Regions from separate parts of the Sus scrofa genome. Here region 2 is linked to region 1. A link is a contact called in public Hi-C data. All regions are on one chromosome and are shown on one strand. Each heading gives the region's core, a stretch centred on a gene start, on an enhancer-like site or on the middle of the called end of the contact. The rest is flanking DNA. Distances are from core to core; before and after follow the strand shown. Region 1 overlaps UCK2 (uridine-cytidine kinase 2). Region 2 has its middle 30 kb from the start of MIR9849.

The links. Hi-C and Micro-C count contacts between places; a contact is called where the count stands out from the background.
Region 2: a contact with region 1 is called in a Hi-C map of subcutaneous adipose tissue, with 2.6 times the contacts expected there. The contact joins two enhancer-like sites. A contact is called at or near these places in 7 of 47 Hi-C or Micro-C datasets (embryonic fibroblasts, heart right ventricle, liver and 4 more).

The regions. Positions count from the first base shown.
Region 1 is chr4:84,846,533-84,853,773 of Sscrofa11.1, reverse strand. It overlaps UCK2 (uridine-cytidine kinase 2), which reads left to right. Exons shown (of 7, transcript XM_021089486.1): 4 at 1-95; 5 at 7,206-7,241. Among named protein-coding and RNA genes, the nearest start is that of UCK2, 69 kb to the left of the region's middle. Within about 2 kb of position 4,238, at least 30 of the 83 cell types and tissues checked have an H3K27ac peak or open chromatin away from gene starts, as enhancers often do. A contact at or near this core is called in subcutaneous adipose tissue, where this site is marked.
Region 2 is chr4:85,360,631-85,367,871 of Sscrofa11.1, reverse strand. No RefSeq gene overlaps it. Among named protein-coding and RNA genes, the nearest start is that of MIR9849, 30 kb to the right of the region's middle. Within about 2 kb of position 2,806, at least 19 of the 83 cell types and tissues checked have an H3K27ac peak or open chromatin away from gene starts, as enhancers often do. A contact at or near this core is called in subcutaneous adipose tissue, where this site is marked.

The DNA.
Region 1 (7,241 bases), core at 2,989-5,488:
AGGGATCCTGGCCTTCTACTCCCAGGAGGTGCGAGACCTGTTCCAGATGAAGCTCTTCGTGGACACAGATGCAGACACCCGGCTCTCCCGCAGAGGTGCGTTCTGAAAGCGTCCAGTGGCCCGGTGGTGGCCTGTGACGGGCCCTAACCCTCCCTGAGTCTGGAGCCCATGCTTTCCCCGAGGCAGCTTTGTGGCCTAGCCCAGCTGAGTCAGTCCAGCCCCAGGATGTCCTGCTGTCCAGACACTTGGTGACATTTGAGAAGGGATTAGTCACTTACTGTTTTGGATAACGAAAGGCCTGTGAGGTCACAGAGATGAAATAAGTTTACGTCCTGGTGCTGCTGGGGAAAAGTTTGGTTAAATGCTCAGTTGCTTATATGATTTTCCCACAGGCATCCCAATCAAGATGGCAAGGTGGGAAGTCACTGTAGGCTACCCTGGGGGCTGGGACACCCTGTGCCTGCAGCTCTGGGCAGCTGGTCCCACCAGCCTGCTTTTCTCACCCTTGGCTTTCCAGAAGCCTCTGGAGGTTTTGGTACGCTGTCCAGTGAGCTCCAGAGCAGTCACTTGTTCCTTCTGCAGGTCTGACTTCAGCGTATGTGCCACAACTGCTCATTGGTCAGGGAGCTGAGCCTGTGAATTCAGTTTTGTGGGACACAGTGGTACCAGAATCTGGGTTCTTGTTCATGGAAGTCGAAGAGTGAACTCTGCGAACACACAGGCAGCAAGCAAGCAAAATCTTTATTAAAGGAAAGCAAATAGCTCCCAGGACTGCTGGGAGTGGGGAGAAGCGCCTCCATTTTTCTATTGTCCTATAGGGGTTTTTATTCCTTAAAGATGGGGGGGTACCGAAAGATGTGGTTTTCTCCCATTGGCCTTGTTCAATTACCTGTATTAGTCCTTGTCCAATAGGGTCCTAGGGGTGGAAATGTCCCGTAAGTCTCATAGTTTCTTTGCCCTTTTCTTCATATAAACTGAGTCACAGGGGATTAGGGATTAATGTCCATCTGTTTACTCCCTGTAGTAAACAAGGCTTGTGGGGATGTGACTCCCGGGAGCCCTTAAGTCAAAAATGTTAATCAATGGCCATATCAAAGAATGCACCAAAGCCCATGCTCCTACACTGACTGCCTGAGTTAGTATTCTGCCTCAACACTAGAGATCAGGAGGCCTCCTGGGGGAAGCAAGGTCTGGACTTGGCTGCGGTGGGGTGACAACAGAGGCAACCCCAAAAGGTTTTCTTGGCAAATACAGACACTGTGGCCTGTTGGAACTGTTCTGGACCAGAGGAAGGGCAGTCATCGGTGGGTGATGTGGGAGGAGTGGAGAGCTGGGGAGAGACGGGAGAGGGCCCAGCAGAGCTAGGACCCAGAGGGTCCGGCCAAGGCAGTGGGATGGGGGTGACTGAAGAGAGGGATGAAAGGTGGGCTTCGAGTTCCTGTCCTGCAAAAGAGGAGGGACACAGGACACAGGGTGAACTTCCACTCACAGAGGGAACCATTCCCAGACCCGAATGTCATAAGCACCAGAGCCTTCCAACTTCAAAGTCATGAAGTTTTCTCTTTTCTGTGCATGACACAAATTTGAGGCTTATCCAATTTAGTACCCTTGTCTTAGAGCTGTCGGCAGAACCACAGAAATCTACAAAAATGAGCCCCTGGGTTTTGCCCTCCCAAGAGGTGATAGGATCCATGCTCTATCTGTTAAGTCAGGAGAGCTGTCCATCCCCTCTAAGATGGTGTTGGGGGGGGTGGTAATCTGATGCTTAAAAGGGGAATCCCAAGTCCTAGCCTGAGCCTCCCACTAGCTTTGTGAGTTTGGTGGTTCTTGTGACCTCCTAGGCCTGGGGCTTTAAAAATGTGTAACATGAAGGAGACAGGCCTGACTTTTAGGGTTATGACATGGGCCAGGTTGGAGTTGCAGGAGACTTTTGGGATGAATATTTGAGGCTTGGGTTTGACATTCCCTTAAACATCTGCTCCCATCTCCGGGCCTGGCTTATCACCTAAATCCACAAAGCCAGGTCCTACTATGATTGATCTGCTAGGATGGCCTATTAGCTTACCAAATTTGGGAGCATCACTGGGGGAAAAATTGGAGTCAGATGATCTGGACTTTATTTAAATCCTGGTTTCACCTGGTTTAAATCCCAGTAGATTGTGTTTTAACCTCTTTGTACTTTATTTTCCTCTTGATTGATCATCTAACGATTAGTTAGTAGTCCTGGCATAGTTGCGTGGATTGGAGGTGATGCAGGTACATCTTACAGTGGTGAGTTAGCACTGCTGGGTTAGTTGTGATGATTGGAGGTGATGCAGGTAAAATGCCTGGTGGTGGCCTCAGTGTGTAAATGACACCTGCTTCACCCAAGGTGGTGGAGGATGTTCTCTCTTCCTTAACAGAACTTGTCAGGACTTGTCAGAACCTCTGAGCAGTCACGTCCTCGGAAGCTGGTGATGACCTGGGCTGATGCCATCATTGGTCCAGCAGCTGGTACTAGATCCCCAGGGGGTAGAATTATCCTTGAGGGAGGAGGGAGAACACAGGAAATCAGAACCACATTCTGGGTAGTGGCGACATCCTTGGAAAGCAAATGAGTCTTGGACTCTGATTGAAACAGATCATCATAGGGTAGATTAAACAGAAAATTCTCCTTCCCTTTCTTGTACTGGGATCCTTGTGTAGGGTGAGGGAGACGTGAGGTGATGGTGGCCCTCTTGGGGGGTTTCCTAGGTCAGTTCTGCACCCCACCTTCCCCACTGTTCCCCTCACCCCCCCACCCCACCCCCGCCACCCTGGGGCAGGATGTGTCACCCACTGCTGAGTCACTCGCCTAGTGGACCTGTGGGACTTTTCCATGTGCTGTTTCTACAAATTCATTTTCTGTCCACGTGGGACAAAAAACATGCCTGGCATGTGCTTTGTGGGGTAGGAGGGGGCATGGCACAGGAGAGGGAGGGAGGGCTGGTCAGGATCTGTGGGCCATAGAGCATTCCTGGAGACTTGAGTGGGTGCCATGGTTTGACTGTGTGTCATGCCTGCCTGGGCATGTGACCCTCACATTCCAAATTGACCCTCCTGTTGGAGGGAGGTCTGTATCGAGTCTCATAGCCTTGGAATAACCTTGGAAAGACTCACCTCCTTCTCTAGGGAACTGATTTCCTTCCAGCAGAGCTTGCCTTTGCCTTCCCTTTGTGTGGATTTAACCCACCCTTGAACTCAGGGACAGAGAAGATCTGAAACGGGGGCCCTGGGACTGCTGACCCCTGGCCTCTTGCCCACCATGGCTCTCTGTGCCTGGTTCATGTGGAATTAGGGCTGCAGTGGGATCCTGACATAGTCAGTCCGCTCTTGTACTAGAGTAACACATCTCCTCAAGTAACTTTATTTTTTATTTTATTTTATTTTTTTCACTTTTTGGGGCTGTAAAAAGCATATGGAAGTTCCCAGGCTAGAGGTCGAATCAGAGATGCAGCTGCCAGCCACAGCAACAAGGGATCCGAGCCGCATCTGTGACCTATACCGCAGTTCATGGCAGTACCAGATCCTTAACCCACTGAGCCGGACCAGGAATCGAACCTGTGTCCTCATGGATACTAGTTGGGTTCATTACTGCTGAGCCACAACAGGAACTCCTCCTCAAGTAATTTTTTTTTTTTCTTTTTTTTTGCTATTTTAGGGCTGTACTTGCGACATATGGAGGTTCCTAGGCTAGGGACCGATTTGGAGCTATAGCCACTGGCCTACGCCATAGCCACAGCAATGCAGAATCTGAGCCAAATCTGAGACCTACACCACAGCTCACGGCAGTGCCGGATCCTTAACCCACTGAGCGAGGTAAGGGATCGAACCTGCATCCTCATGGTTCCTAGTCCAGTTCGTTAACCACTGAACCACGAAGGGAACTCCCTCCTCAAGTAACTTTTAAAGTGAATTGCCAACCGCTGAGGAATTGCATTTATTCTGGGTCCTCCTACATTTGGTTCTTGGCTTTGGCTGCCAGAAGCAGCACTAGCTGTTTTGTTGGAAGGGCTGAGTGGCAGCCGGGCAGGGAAGGGTAGACCTGAAGGCCCCTGACCTTTACCCCCACAAGGCCCTCTGAGAGCGCCTGTCCTGGCCCAGCCAGGGGTCAGGGTGATGATGAGGGAGCCGATTTTGCGTCCCTGGAGTTTCCGGTTTGTGCCAAGACCTTGTTCTGACTCAGCCGTTGGCTGGCCCTGTTTCCTGACTCTGAGCAGGAGGATATTTCAGTGCAGTGAACTGGCTGGCCCCGAGTTGTCCTTGGCTCAGGGAGGGGTCCTGATCTGTTTAAGGTGATATCTTGCTGGAAGGCTCTTGGGAGCCGAGGCGGGCAATGTCTTCTGGTTTTGCGTGTTCCTAATTTCTGGGCAACATTCTGACTCACTTTCCGGCTCCTTTTCCAGGGTAGAAGCTGCAGGATGCCTCCTCCCTGTCGTCCCTGTTTGTCCCTCCCCACCCTGCCCCACCCCTACCTTCCCAGCTGCCCTGTCAGACTCTTCCCCTCCCCCCACTACCTAGGTCCAGCCTGCTCACCTGAGTTCACAGTTCCTGTCCTCCTTTCTAATGGTCTGTTCTAAAAAATCGGCTTTATTGAACACACCCTGTGCCAGCCACAGTGCTGAAGAGTTTTGTGTAAATCTCTGTCTTCCTGAGTGGCAGCTTTGTGAGAAACTTGCTCTTATGGTCTCTGCTTTACAGTTAAGGAAAATGAGATTGAAAGAGGTTAAGTAAATTGTCTTAGGCCACAGAGGTAGTAGGTAATGGGGTCAGGATTCAAATCGGGTCCTTTTTACCCCGGTCACTCTAGATGGTGGGGCCAGAAGGGGCTTTGGGTTTCAGAGCAGACGCAGGTGTGACTTACCTGCTCTACCTGCTTTCTCCCTGGCCTGTTCCCCGCTTCTGTGATGTGACATGTGACAGGTGACTTGGATCTGCAAGGCACAGGAGAGCTGCAGGCCTGGGCTGAGGGTAGTGGCAGAGCTGTGCAAAAGATGTGTGTGTGTGTGTGTGTGTGTGTGTGTGTGTGTGTGTGTCCCCTGGGGGAAGGGCGGAGGGTCCCATGATCCTGAAGCTGCCAGCAGGTGTGTGAGATATGTGAAACGAACCTGGCACCAGGCTTTTTTTGCAGGGCTTTTGAGTCAAAGCTGCCTGCGCGCACAGGCGCTTGTTTGCTTTTTCCCCAGCTCTGATACCCTTTTGGTCTGGCTTCCTTTTTTCTTTGGACTTTATCTGGAAATGTGTGAAGAGCTGGAGGCTACATGGACTGTGTGTTTTGGCGAGCTGAGCTTGTTGGCCCGCGTGCCCACGCTCCGAGGCTTGTTGGGTTGAGCCACGTGGCAGCTCTCAGGGCTCCTCCTTGGCCGAGCATCCCTGGCAGACAGCGGCGGCCGCAGCAGCAGGGCCCCGTGTCCAAATGCCCGAGAAGACCATTTCCTGGCTGGCCTGTGTGCACAGCCGGCAGGGTTTGAGGCAAATCCTGACGAATTAGGGACCAACCACTTTATTGCCAGGGCTCACGGGGGAAAAACTCCCTATGAATTGAGGAGCTGGTTGAGAAGTCTGGCGGCGGCGGCATTGTATTAGCCAGCTCTCTCTCGGCAGCGGGGTCTTCCTGACAGTTTTCCAACCATCTGCTCTTACAGGCTTCACGCTGGCTTGGATCCTAACCGCAGACTCTTCCTCTTTCCTGCCCCTGCCCACGTGCATGCGTTCCTCTGTGCGTGCCTGTATGCAAACACAGGGCTATTTAGACGTGGCTTTCCAGAAATCACTCATAAGTATTCCCTATGTTTGTTTACAGCAAATTGCATCCCACACGGAAACTTTTACCTGAGAAATGATACACAGGAGCAGAGGGGCCATCATAAGTGATTGTAGATGGATTTGATACCCTCTGGGAGTGGGAGGGAAAGATTTAACAGCCAAGAGTGAAAAACATTTGTAGGGAGGAGCTGTTTTGATTGGAGAAGTCAAACTCACTGCTGAGTTTGGGGGAAACTCAGTCCCAGGAAAGTTAGTAAACAGTGGCCAAATCAGGACTCCAGATCCTTTTCCATTTTTGACAAAAGGTCCTATTAAAAGCAGTGCTTGATGGGAGTTCCCACTGTGGTGCTGTGGGTTAAGGATCTGGCATTGTCTTTGTAGCGGCCGCAGTTTTGATTCCTGGCCCAGCACAGTGAGTTAAGGATCTGGTGTTGGAGTTCCTATTGTGGTGCAGTGGAAACGAATCCAGCTAGTATCCCTGAGAATGTGGGTTTGATCCCTGGCCTCGCTCGGTGGGTCCAGGACCCAGCACTGCTGTGAGCTATGGTATAGGTCGTGGCTGCAGCTTGGATTTGATCTCTGGCCCCAGGAACTTCTTTATGCCGCAGATGTGGGTCCCCCCCTCCCCCAAGCAGTGTTTGATGTAAGTCCCTGAAGAACACCCCCCAGGAGGAAGACTGTAGAGGAGGGTGAGTTTGGGTCCATCTGGGCTCCTTCACAGCTCTGGCCCAGTGTCTGTCTTATACCATGGTTTTCTCATCTTTCCCTGAGTGGTGTTCTCTTTGCAAACCTCTGTGCTTGAGGTGGACAGGAATGATGGACCACAGCCGGATCCCTCTGTCTACCTTCCAGCCCCCATAGGGGCTTGAATGTGGGTGGGAGCCTGGCAGGAAAAGGTGGCACATCAGCAGAAAGTCTCTGGCTTGAACACAGCTAAGTACAAGGAGACAGGGTCAAGGTGGGCAAAGCAGAAATCTCCTGGTAAAGGAGTCTCCTGACAACATGCCTTCTTTGCCAGGAAGCCCCACCGTCTTTCTGGGCCCAGTCTCCTTTCTGTTCTGAGCTTTCCAGGACTGTCCTGCCTTTCATTTTGTTTTATTTTATTTTATTTACTTATTTTTGCTGGTGTTGTTCACAATGAAGTTTTATTTGGGTCAAATGTTGCTTGAAACCAGAAGACTCTTGGCCTTGCCTGGACAACCTTTTGCTTTGGAGAACATTTTGTCATAGCTGAATCTCACTGTAGCAAGACGGGGAAAGGCCACTTGTTTTTCCCAAAGCTGCTGCCGACCGGCTCTTGGTCAAGTCTCTCAGGAGTCCAGCTTGTGAATCATGGAGCGTCAGTGTGGAGCCTCGTGAAGGGCGGACATGTGTTGACTCAGGCACTGTTTTCTTGATTCTTGTTTTTCCTTCTCTTCTAGTATTAAGGGACATCAGCGAAAGAGGGAGGGACCTTG
Region 2 (7,241 bases), core at 1,557-4,056, 520 kb before region 1:
TTTTTTCCTGTGCCCAAGCAAAAGTGGACCCTTCCCCAGTTTTAAGAGCCTTACCTGCATCTACATGTTCACTTCAGAATGTGAGAGATGGTTATTCCAACACCTTCTTCAGTAGAAACGACTGGCAGGGGTAATAATTAGGCAAAATCCCACTGGTCACTTGAGGCTCATTAAACAAGCAGGCTCCTCCCTGTTCTTGAGTAGCTGCTGTGAAGAGCAAGCTGGTCCAAGTTTTGAACCAAAATTTCTCATAGGATCTGTGCAGGCATGATGTCTTCTGTCTGTTGCCAAGACATGAAATGCATCTTTCAGAGGAAGTTACATATAAAATCTCGCTGTGATTTATTTGAGTAAAGAGATAAAAGGAAAAATTTACTGAGCCCATTGGTTTCCTATGAGAAAGAAAAATATATCGTCAATTTTGGGAATTTTAGGGGGACTTTGAGTCACTAAGAATTTGGTCACATCCCCAAAAACACTATTAATAGATAATTCATGGAAGAGAAAATCTGAAAAAGTAATAAGGATGCTGAGAGGAGCTCAACTTTTCCAATAATAAGAGAAAGGCCATTCAGGGAGTTCCCACTGAGGCTCAGCAGGTTAGGACCCTGGCATAGTGTCCGCGAGGATGCGGGTTGGATCCCTGGCCTCACTCTGTGGGTTAAGGACCCAGTGTTGCCACAAGCTGCCACATAAGTTGCAGAAGATGTGCCTCAGATCCCATGCTGCTGTGGCTGTGGCGTAGGCTGGCAGCTGCAGCTCCAATTCTCCCTCTAGCCACAGGTGTGGTCATAAAAAGAGAAAGAGAGAGAAAGACAATTCAGAGAAAAGTTTCACCTGACTGTGCAACACACTGACAAAATTACTCATGGGACCAAATGCTAGGAAGGCTGTGCAGAAAAAGGCCACTCAAGCCATGGTGGTAGCATATATCACTGACAGTCATTTAGGGAGATGAGTATGCGGTTATTCTGCAATTGAGCAAGTCCTACTCCTGGGACACACCCCAGAGAAACTCCCAGACAGGTAAATAAGGAGACTCCAGCAAGAGTGTCTGTAATGGGAAAGAATTCCAGGCCACCGAGCATTTTACTGAACTAGAATGCAGCAATGAGAAGGAGCTGGCTAGAGTTACACAGAACCTCATGGATGGATCTCAAAACACAAAGCCATGTAAAACAAAGAAAAATGAATCAATAGGAGATTAATAGCAAAAAAAAAAAATCATTCAGGTGCTTTTTTTTTTTTTTTTTTTTTTTTTTTTTGCTTCTTAGGGCTGCCCCTGCGGTATACGGAGATTCCCAGGCTAGGGGTCTAATAGGAGCTACAGCTGCCAGCCTTAGCCACAGCCACAGCAATGACAGATCTGAGCCGTATCTGCAACCTACACCACAGTTCATGGCAACGCCAGATCCTTTAACCCACTGAGGGAGGCCAGGGTTCAAACCCGCAACCTCATGTTTCCTAGTCAGATCATTTCCACTGCGCCATGATGGGAACTCCCCTTTAGGTACATTTTTTAAATGGACAAAACAATACTACATAATTCCCACAGATGTCATATGTAGATACAACAAATGGAAAGTGGATTTTTGAAAACTTACCAGAAATACATAAGAAAAGGGTGCCTTTGGGAGGATTTTGATCTTAGCAGATAAAGGGGAAAAAGAAACAACAGAGGTGCCTTGAGTGGTCTTCTTTGCCATCAGCTGAGAAAGATAAACTCGATTCAGTCCACTGGGGTTAGAAACCAGCTGTAAAGCTCTATCCTTTGATAGAACATTAAAACCATAGCAGGTGCAGGTGTTCAATGTAACAATTTTTTAATCTTGTAACAATGTAACAATGTTTTATCCTTTCTATAGAATAAGATTTTTCAGAGTTTTTTTATGGAATCAGTGATAAGAGCCCCTGCTTCTTCATAAGATCATGAAATAGAATATCCATTTCTAAAGGCATTGATTCAGTGAGGTAGAAGGAAGCTTAGGGATCATCTAGTTAGAATCTTTGACTTTGCCGAGGAGGGATCTGAGGTCCTGAGGGGACAAGTGAGTGCCAAGGTCAGACAAGGAGCCTGTTGCCTGACCATAAGGGGACCTCGATCCGACTCCTAAGCCTCTGCTCTTTCCAACAGGTACCCTGACCTTCGCACTGCCTCCTCCAAGCACTTCATATTGCTCTGAAGGCCCATAACCGGCTCTGTGCATTTGGGAAGGGCTGCACTTCTACACTCTACACTGCAACCAGCTCACAGCCTTTACAGAACAGACCTGAAAACACAGTCCCATTGAAAACTCACATTCAGTTACTCTCAGAATGCAATTGCCAGTGTTGCTGTGGGAATGTCCAGTTGATACACTGAATAGTAACTGGCTTTTCACCAGCCCTGATGTGGCCTTGTCCTTGGACTTCATGTATAATACTGGTAGTTTAGCAGTTACAGGTCTGTTCTCCCTTTACCAGAAGACAGTTCCTTCCTAGCCTAGGCCGGTTCCTAAGCTTTCTCCATGAGACTGTCCATTCTTTCTCCTTTGAGATTCTTTTTCTGAGCCCATTTACTCAGAAGCTAAACCTCCATTGACTGTCTGTTTGACCTTCTGAGTCCATTTGAGGTTCATTTTTCAAACTTTTTTTTCCATTAAAAAATACCCCCCTTCCCGGAAGCCGCTTTCCCTGGGAAGGTGGCTGTGATGCCCCGAACGGCCAGCAGAGGGCGCCCATGCCTAACAATCTTGGCACCAAGCGTCCAGCTGGGGCTGGGCGCCTAGCAAGTATCCCGCAGCTGCGCTGACCTCGAGGATCCTGCCCTGGGGGCCTGGACCGGGGCCAGCTCAGCGTGGTCGTAGATGGCTGTGTGCTCCAGCACGGTCACGGGAGACATGTCCATGGCGGGCGCGGGGGGGGGTTGTGGGGGGGGGTGAAAGCTGCTCTTCCCTGGCTGGGAAAGAGCTCGGTCTCTTCACAAGCTAGCAGAGGCTCCTTTCCCAGATCCGTCTTCCCTGCCTGCCTTGGGGAAAGGGGCGGGGGGGGGGGGGGAGTGTTTTCTATTCTACTCCCGGCTCAGTCCCTCCCAGGAACGCCCTAAATTAATCCTGTATAAAGGGCCCCAGCCTTTCTAGGGGGCGGGGCGGGGGGCAGGGCCGCGGAGAGAATTTTTGGTTTATTGCCCGAAGCCTTGAGATCACTTAGGCGAAGGATCCTCCAGGGCCTGAGCTCCACTGTTTTGAATTACATCAGTGGTGACAAATTAGCACTCACAGAGGGTATATTTGATTTTTTTTTTTTTTTTTTGGAAGCAGCCAAAAAATCATTCAGAGTCAAATCTATTAAATAAGAGATGAAATATAGCTAGAGGGTATGAAAGTACAGAGCCCAGGATGCAGTGTATAGTGGGTTCTGGGTAGAAGGAGTGATGTAAATCTGGATCTGCGGGTAGTTATTGCAGTTTTTGTTATTTAATGAGTTGTTGATATAGAACCACTAGACCATTTTTCTTAGGTGGCCTTAACCAGCTCTGAAGACAAATGTAAAAGAGAACAATCCAAAAAAAATACCATTGCAGCAAAAGTCTTGAGGATTCCAAAGGTAAATGTGATTTATTTGCCCAAGTTCCACATTTTTTTTAAAGAAAACCCTTCCTTATTATTTTATATTTGCTTATTGTAGATATCAGTCTCTTAATCTGTGCATATTTCTTGGGCATCAAATATAAAGGCAGTGCTGAAGATATAGGACCAGAGGTCCTGGAGTTCAGTGGCACTTGCTCTGCCTTGGCACTGAGGGTGGCTGAGGTCCTCATACTGCCCACCAAGGGGTCCTGGGACAAGTCAAGATCTCTAGAGTCTCAGTTTCTTCATCTTTAAAATGGAGATACCAATAGCTCCCTGCTTATTTCTCCAAGGCCGGGTTAGAGTCACAGATCTTTATGTGCTTTGTAAACTCCAAAGTGCTATAGATACATCATTTCTTGGTATTCTTGTGCTTTCTACTTTCTCAGGTACAAATTCCTTGAAGGTGAAGAACATGCCTCAATGTCTTTGGTCACTGCTTACTGTGCCCATGAAGAGTAACCCGGAAGACAGTGGGGATCTGATACCTTTTGCTAACAGTCTACCCAAGGCTGGTTTTCTGGTGCATGGCTCCTATGGGGAGGCTGCTGGGCTTGCTGTTCTACTTGCAAAGGGCTACCATCTATTGGGAATGAAGCCAAAGTTACCAATCCCATTTAAGCACATCTTATGAATGCCACCTTGTACTCTGCTCAGAGCTCTTGTGGATACACAGTTGAATCAGACATGATCTCTGCCCTCTAGGACTTTACAAGTCAAGTCAATAGTACATACAAATGGCCAATAAAACAAAGCACCATATTAGATGTACACAAAATGGAGGCACAAAATAACCACAAAATCACAAATATACAGAGACCAGGACAAGCTTCCTAGGGATGTAGCATTTGAGCTGGATGAGTAGGCCTTGGATGAGTGCAGCTGGTGCAGAAGTCAGGCCAGGAAGAGAGGACAGTCTGAGCAAAGACATTGCCAGCAGGTGGTTGAAGAAAGTTTACACTGGTGGGAGGGGAGCACTGTGGGATACATAAGAAAGAAAAAGCTGGCAAGTTTTGCTTTGGGGACTAGCCTGGGGGGAGCCTTGATTGTCCTGCTAAAAAGCCTGGTCATCTCAGAAGTGAAATGGAACTGTTACAGCTGATGTTCTCAGCTGAAGGGCTCAGATGGGCCATCTGGGTGGACCCTCAGAGTGAAGTGGGCATAGCATTGCCAAGGCAACCAAAGAAGGCAGCGTCAAGGTGGTGTGTGCCCCACTCAGGGCAATAGTACTTTGAAGGCTCTGAAGTCTGTGGGATGGAGACAGGAAAGGGCTTTCTTTTTCCTCCAGCCACAGACTCCAAGCCCTGTGATATCTCCCCTCTTTGTCCATTGATGGTGCCTCAGGCAAAGCTCAGAATATCTCGTTTTGGTAGCTAAAACATCCAGTCAAATCCAAACTCCAATCTCATTAAATTCAAAATCCCTCCCCATCAGGGACCACTGGCCCAGGGATCTGCACTGGGAGGAAGATGCAGGCAATTCCTTCCCTCTCCCTCCATCTTCCCACCTCCTTCCTCTGTTGAGTTTTCCTTCTCTCCCGCCACCAGGAAGAAAGGGAAAATTCTTAAGGTGGAGTGCTATTGAAACCAAGCGGGGCCCAGTGGGCTCTTGGGCACACAAGCCTTTCTCTGACCCCCCATTTCTTGTTTTTAGAGAATAAACTTCAGTCTCCATGACCTTCCCTGAGTTCTGAAGGGCAGGTTCAAACAGTTGCTAGTCAGGGAAGGGAGGGGATGCAGAGACCAGAGAGGAGCAATCAAGAGACAGTAGTGCAGCTTTGGGGGGCAGGGTCCCGCCTCGAGGAATATAGATAATAATATCTTTGAGCTCTTCCACAGAACTAAGCTCCCAACAAATGGAAGATGTTAACGAAGCATTCTTTATTCCAGAAAGAAGCTCACCAGGCCATTGAACACCAGCTTTGAAAACAATGCGAGCTTGCCTCTACCCTGATCCTTATCTGTGGCCCTATTTTTCACTCCCCAAACTAAAAAACCACCTCCTGATCTCTCCTAAGGGAGGCATTAGTTGGCTGTGACCCTCCTTTGCCTGGCAAAGCAAGAAAGCTATTTTCTCTCCTTCACCCAAAACTCTGTCTCCACATTTCTATTCCACACCAGGAGCAGAGGCAGAGTCACGCTGCCCAGTGACTAGATGTGGGCAATGCGTGCTCTGCTTGACCTCCAGTTTGAGACGATGTCAACCTCTATTTGACCCCTTGGTCACTGCCCACAGTAGTTCAACCCATGGCCTCTACTGCAGGGGTCCCCTGAAAGTGACTGGCCATTCCTTTGGGCTTGATACCTTTAAGATGTTCTAAGTACAACTTTCTTCCAGGGTTTTCCCTTGACTGAAAGAAAACACTGCATCCTGACCCAGCCAAGTGCAGGGGGTGGGGCATGCCCTGGTGCCCTCTCTCCCTGCCCCCCTTCCACACCCCAGACTGATTCCTCCTGTCTTATGAGTGCCCTAGTCAAGAGGAAGGCAACCGTCTGTATATTCGGAGGTGTCCCCAAGCTCTTCTAAGCACTTCCTACTCCACCAAGTTAGCTACATGGCTCCGCTGCTCAGCAAGCATCCAGCCAGGAGCGAGGGACAAGCCTCCCTTTATTGTAGGTACCCACATTCAGCCTCTGTGAGGGGTTCTTTTGTGTCCCCCTCATTTGGCTTGGGTATAGGGTCCCTCCTCCTTCCTGGGCCCCCTGGAGGGATGGAGTAAAGCCACAGCACCGCCCCTATGTACCCTTTATTCTTAAGAACTCTATTCTTAAATTTCAATCTTCTATGAATGTAGGCTCAAGAAGTATAGGGTAAAAGTCACAGAATCAGCTCATCTTTTTTTGTTGTTGTTGTTTATTGAAGTATAGTTTCTGCACAATATTATATATTACAGGTATACAATATAATGATTCATAATTTTAAAGGTTATACTCCATTCATAGTTATTATAAAATATTGGCAATAGCTGTTGCACTGTATAAATACTTACAGCTTATTTTATCCCAGTAGTTTAGTCCTAATCCCCTCTGTGATGTTGCTCCTCCCAACCTCCCCAGAACCACTCATTTGTTCTCTGTATTGTGAGTCTGCTTCTTTTTTGTTATATTCACTAGTTTATTTTATTTTGGATCCCACATATAAGTGATTTCATAGAGTATTTGTCCTTCTTGGACTTATTTCACTTATCATGATGCCCTCTAAGACCATCCCTGTTGCTGCAAATGGCAAAATTTTTCAAGCCTTTTCCTTTTTATGTCTGAGTAGTATTGTTTATATATTATCTTATGTATATTACATTATATATATATGTATGTATATATTCCACTCCAAGGCATATATCTGAAAAAAATAAAAACATTGACTTGAAAAGATACATGCACCCAAAATGTTCATATGTATACCATATCTGTATCCATTTATCTGCTGATGGACACTTAGTTTACTTCCATATCTTGGCTATTATAAATAGTGCTGCTATGAAGATTTTGGGTGCATGTATCTTTTCGAATCAGTGTTATTATTTTTTTTAGGTCTATGTCTTGGAGTGGAATTGCTGGGTCATAGAGGAGTGCTCTTTTTAGTTTTCTGAGGGCCATCCATACTGTTTTCCACAGCAGCTGCACCAATTCATAT